Linked DNA regions of Hordeum vulgare: region 1 is linked to region 2. A link is a contact called in public Hi-C data. All regions are on one chromosome and are shown on one strand. Each heading gives the region's core, a stretch centred on a gene start, on an enhancer-like site or on the middle of the called end of the contact. The rest is flanking DNA. Distances are from core to core; before and after follow the strand shown.

Region 1 (2,881 bases), core at 292-2,791, 520 kb before region 2:
CAAGGGGTCACGGCGTCACACGCGAGCGCGTCCAAGGAGGCGGACCTGCGTGTCCTGAAGGCCGAGCAGTACAAGATCTTGATCAACCTCGACTCCAATTAGGACTGAGCTCCTCCGGCTCCTCCGCCGCGTCGTCGCCGCCGCACTCGTCATTTTTGATAGCATTGGCTCGGGTACGCTGCACGGCCCACGGATCCTCCCCCCTACCTAGTAGTAGTATGAAGAACTTATGTAGTTTGATCAAGAAATGATGTAGTTTGATGAAGAACAATGTTATAGTTTGATGAATGATGTAGTAGTTGCTTTCCGCGAACCATTTTCAAATTTTACAGTTTCATATACGGGGTCTGATCTTTGACGCACGAAATGGCCCTCCAAAATTGCTCTGTAGCGACCTGTAAACCCATTTTACAGGTCACGCTCTTTTACGGGATGTGGTTGCTCGAGTATTTGCCTTCCGCTCCGCACTTAAACTGTAGTTGTTCGTCATGTGGTTGCGGTGGATCCGACGCATTGACCTGGCTGACCTACCTCCAACACCTCGAGCGACCGAGCGAACCATGTACATGATGTACTATAAGTACCTTCTAATCTTTCACGGTGGTATTCTTAATCCATCAAAGTTCATGTTCTGATGATTGCATTATTTTTACATTTATTTTATAATTTTTGAATATGCGTTTAGTTGAAGGAAACACTTCCATCAACGACGAGCCACCTACGGTGATGATTCGATCTTTTAAAAATGTTTATATAGAGATAGAATGTACATATATGATGATATGTCAACTTAGTCTTTTAAATATATTTATAGAGATAGAATGTACAGATGTGTATATTCATAAAATTGAATGTATGCCCGCTGCATTGTGTTAGAAAAAAACGCGCCATTAATTTCCCACGTGGCCTGCCAACCATAAACCGCAACCAATTTTTCCTCGATGTATGTAGCCCTCCGCCACTAAATCACAATGACAGGCGGGACCCAGAGAGCAGAAACGCCATCTGGCCCACAGTGCAGCGAGGGTCGCACACCGAAGTGTCAATGCTATAAAATAATGCCATTTCGTACACGGAACCTTTCCGCACGAGAGCGCGCAGAGAGCGAGATAAAGAGGTCAGCTCAACTGCCAACCAGACACCACCCTACGCAAAACCCCACGCTCGCTGACGCCGGGCCCCACCCGCTGTCCCCTTCCCCCGCCTCCAGGCTCCAGCAATCGCCTCGTCATAAGAGAAAAAGGCAGCGCCAATGGCATCTGGTGCTGCCCACCTAGTGCTGGCCTCGTGTGCCTCCACCACTCGCCACCTCGTCGCCTCCGCCCCCGCCTCGTCATGCCCGCCGGCGTGCTGGCCACCGTGCGGTGGTCCACCGCCTGCTCGGCGCTGCTCAACGCCGCCGCCGCCTGCACCGGCGCGGCCGTCGCCGCCCTCGCGCTCCGAGGCCGCTGCGGGGGCTCGCTCGGCCCCGCAGCAGCCGCGGCGTCTGCGGCCTCCGCGGCGAGGCTCCTCGCGTCCGCCGCGGCCGGGTTCGCGCAGGGCCTGGCGGCGAGCGCGATCGCCGCCGGCGCCATCGGGGCGCACGTCGACAGCGACCGCGACCTCCGGCATCTCTCGCGGGTAAGCTGCCCAGAGTAATGCGGCCTTGTCCTTGAGCTAGTTACAACTCGTTTACAAATCAATCAATGCGGAAATTGTGCGAGCCACTATTTCAGGAGTGTCATGAAAAAAATGGATTTTTGGAGCTACAGTACTTCACTCCGGTTTTTGTAACTGAGTGGTATCAGTAATAATGTCATGTTCATGGCCAATATTTTGGTCCAATGCTTCTATAAAAGGCAAGGGCTTTTTGTTTTGCCGGAAATAGAATTACTGTTGAGAGCCAATGGAATTACCCAATTTGCTTGTCCCAAATCACCTAGCTAAGCTAGAACTGGACTGCTTCAGGCCGGCAATATGAGAAATAGTCACAATAAGGTAGCCAAATTGAGAAGGTGACATTGTTAAAATTTGTGATCTTGTTGGATTCAGCCGGGTCAATTACTGGCAGCTTTAACATTTCAACATGTTTGGTTCAGAGCTGAAATTTAAAACATTTTTTCTGCTAAACTATGGCAAAACCATTAAAAATGCGGTGAAGAAACTGGTTGCTTGGACCTGTAGGAGTGAAACAATCAGTGGCCATACGCATCTGCCACACCCAAACATTACTTATTCTGTCAGCTAGGATATCCTAGAACGTGCTGACTACTGCGATCATTGGCCTTTCCTCTATAGAACGTAGTATCAATGCAACCAAGTCTGTCAAATATCTAACCCACCATGACAGAGTGAAAGTCGATATCTAGCTAATTTTAGCCCTCTTTTACTAATTCTTGGCAATGTTAGTTTCTTTGTCATTTTTCGGGCAAACAAGATGCCAGAAGAATGGAGATGGAGTATATTAGTACCAGTCTTCAAGAACAAGGGGGATGTTCAGAGTTGTACTAATTACCGTGGAATTAAACTGATGAGCCATACAATGAAGCTATGCGAGAGATTCATTAAGCACCGCTTAAGAAGAATGACAAGCGTGACCAAAAATCAGTTTGGTTTCATGCCTGGGAGGTCGACCATGGAAGCCATTCTCTTGGTACGACAACTTATGGAGAGATATAGGGAGCAAAAGAAGGACCTGCATATGGTGTTCATTGACTTGGAGCAGGCCTATGACAAAATACCGCGGAATGTTATGTGGTGGGCCTTGGAGAAACACAAAGTCCCAGCAAAGTACATTACCCTCATCAAGGACATGTACGATAATGTTGTGGCAAGTGTTCGAACAAGTGATGGCGACACTGATGACTTCCCCATTAAGATAGGACTGCATCAGGGGTCAGCT
Region 2 (3,025 bases), core at 123-2,622:
CCTGATGTAAAGCCAAGTCTTTCTTTGACATGTTCTCCTCACCGGAGTCGGTTCCACTTGACTTTGACTTCTTTTTGGCTAAGCATACAACAAGAGGCGAATCAGTAAATGATTCAGTATGTAGTACGAATGGAACATAGTTGGAGCAAATCATGCAGTGCAGGCAACAGTAAGAAGTACTAGGAAATGATTCATTAGGTGGTAGCAATGAAGCATAATGGAAGAGAAACAAGTAATCATGCAACTGAATTTCCTAAAATTATACGTAGGTCCAAATATCAGTTCGGACAACAAAATTAAGCGGTTATAAATGGATCCACACATTGCAATGCTCAGAATATATGATAGAATATGTGCAAGAACATAAGAAGAAACGATGTGTACAACCTTTAGATGCGAAATCTCGGCAATGAAAGGAAGAACCACAGATCACCTGCCTATAGCTCTGTAGAAATGGTAAAGCATTAGCAACAACATATCAGTGTCCCAGTGTTCATAGACCATTGATTCTCATGAAAGTGTCCCACATAAATCAGCATCCTTTTATAGCCCATTAGGGAGAGACACTTGGTGAACTCTAGTGCACTATCACGTTTCCTTGAGTAATTCCTTTTTAACCTTATCATGTGTGATACATTTCTTTCATTGAATTTATTTAATCCCTGGTGGATAACAGCATACCATAAAGGCGCTGCAAACAAACTCTTCAGGCCAACTAGACTGCTACGACTTGCAAGGATGAAAAATGCGTGGGACTAATCTAGCCTTCCGAAAGCAGTTAAATGTATTTTCAGCATTGCATCACTGGTAAACCTAAATAAAGCAGAGAACATATTATGGCAAATTGCCTTTTCAAACGGTAAGCGCAAAACAGGGGATAATACCATACCTTAAAACAAATCGGTAAAAGATGGTGATTAAAACTGCGCCATCTGGTGAAATACGCTAAACTGACGCGGGCTTACAGGCTCGCACGGTGCGGAATCGAGATTAAAACAGGAGAAATCGGCCCCCACCAAAAAGGAACGCAACCGATCAAACCCCGAGACCAGAGTAGGGCTCTGGCTTCCGATCACTGCAGCGGAAGCATCGAGCTCGTCCGCTGTGGCTACGCGCCCCCAACCCCCAACCCACCCGAAAATGAAAACAGCGCACAGCGGAGAGGGCAGGGGCAGGGAGAGTTTTGACCTCGGGGCAGGAGGCGGCGGCGGAGGCGATGGCCCGCCGCAGCGACGCGCGCCTCAGGAGGGTCGCCATGGCTGCCGTCGGCGCGCTCGGTGGTTCTCCGTCCCCTGCAGCCGCGAGGGGAGGATTTGGGGAGGGAGGGGGGCTAGGGTTTAGGGTTTTACGCGCTCGGTTTTTTCTTCTCTGCTCAGTGTTGTTTTCGGCCGCCTCCTCCTCCTTTTGTTTTGCTCCCCGTTCTCGGGCGACGGGAAGCGCGAGCGAGCGCCCCACCCCCACTACTGGGCACTGGCCCGCACACCACCATGGGGACCCGCGACGACCACGCGTGGGTGGGACCCACTTGTCTGCGTCGACGAACTGCCCGAGACCTGTGTGGACCACGTCCACACGGAAGTGTAGTACGACCTCCATTTCCTTTCCCTTCCCGTGTAACCGCAGGCCCACGCACAGTCAAACAGCACGGCCGCGTTCTCTGGATTGGAGGCCCAACAAGAGGCGGGAAATGATCTAACTAAACTGACCCATACGGCCCGGCCCGGCCCGACCCGACCCGGCCAGTACATTCGTCTCCCTCGAGCGAGATCCGGCTCCCCTCCTCCTCCACGTGGGATTCGCGTGAATTTCCCGTCGTTTCCCACGGGCTGTGCCGCAAACCATCAGCTTCGGAGAGGCTCGCTCGCTTTGAGTGAGATCCAGTTCTTGGGCCGCCATTGCTGCGGCGCCCGCGTCCGTTCCCAGCAACAGCAGGAGGTCTCTGTACATGCCCGTCATCTCCCCCCTTCCTTTCTCGCTCGCGCCAACGCCGGCTGCTCCCGCGGCGTCGCGAATTCGCCGGAACGGCTTCCCGCACCACCGGCGTCTGCGAGGTATTCCGAGCTCGCTTTCTCTGTCTGAAGTTCTTCATGTCTCCTTTTGTGCTTCAGACGAGACAACTATATGTATACTGTTGGTGTTGCCTTGGCGACTTGTCGCTGACGGTGGATCGCCCCATTCGCCATGCTCTGGAATGGATACACTTGAGGCTGAAACTTGGGAATGTTCTGCGTATTCGATTTGATATCTGGGTTGCCTCTGAAGCTCCCGTTTCAGCTGAACTCAAATGTGCACTGCAGATGCGAATGGGCTGATCTGGACTGTGGTCTTGGACTAGACCTGTACCACTTGATGTTGGAAATTATGCACTAGGACTGCATACGTTCTTGCTCCACTGCTAACTAGTAGTGCAATATCGTTTCAGATCAAGTTGTTCAATTTACTTGAATTATAATTGGTTCTACTGGACGTGATGGAAGTGGAAACACTTAGCACTGGGATTTATTAGCATCATCTCCTACGAATAGGTGCCTGATGTTTTTTGTGTGGTCTGACGCTGCTGTCAGTTGGAACAGAAGCAGGCATGTGCAGCAACGGTTTTGATTCAACCAACTGCTTTCGTATGGAGGAGCTCGAAACAAATTTGTCCCCATTTCTCCACAAGCTTTTTAAAGAGGTTAGTACTGTTTGCACTTCTGTATGTTGTTGATAACTGTAACAGAAAGGAAACTGAATGTATTGTGAAATGATGAATGGTTTGTTGCAGTGGGATGACCGCAAGGCGAGGGGATTGTTTCACCACGACATCACTACCTGCGAGACCAAGGTTTCACATTCTTCTCTGATTAACTATACTGAGAATTCTCTGGGTTTTTCCCCTAGCTGAATTTCCTACTGTCACGTTGACAGGTGCTACCTGGAGAACACAATTTTGTTGCAACATTGATAGAAGGGCGTGACCAGAAGAAGCGGCCAACTGAATTTGGAATGAACCAAGTCCTCCAGCCATTTCATAGTGAGAAGTTCA

Evidence for each region. Hi-C and Micro-C count contacts between places; a contact is called where the count stands out from the background.
Region 1: a contact with region 2 is called in a Hi-C map of leaf, with 6 times the contacts expected there. The contact joins the promoter of LOC123445040 here to the promoter of LOC123445033 in region 2. A contact is called at or near these places in 2 of 6 Hi-C or Micro-C datasets (leaf and seedling).

What each region holds. Positions count from the first base shown.
Region 1 is chr3H:558,709,441-558,712,321 of MorexV3_pseudomolecules_assembly, reverse strand. LOC123445040 reads left to right here and starts at 1,541. Exons shown (of 13, transcript XM_045121956.1): 1 at 1,541-1,620.
Region 2 is chr3H:558,186,771-558,189,795 of MorexV3_pseudomolecules_assembly, reverse strand. It overlaps LOC123445033 (DNA repair protein recA homolog 3, mitochondrial), which reads right to left and starts at 1,372. Exons shown (of 8, transcript XM_045121947.1): 1 at 1,189-1,372; 2 at 388-445; 3 at 1-78. The coding sequence starts at 1,257. LOC123445034 (GDP-L-galactose phosphorylase 1-like) reads left to right here and starts at 1,733. Exons shown (of 7, transcript XM_045121949.1): 1 at 1,733-2,051; 2 at 2,574-2,674; 3 at 2,765-2,824; 4 at 2,908-3,025. The coding sequence starts at 1,946.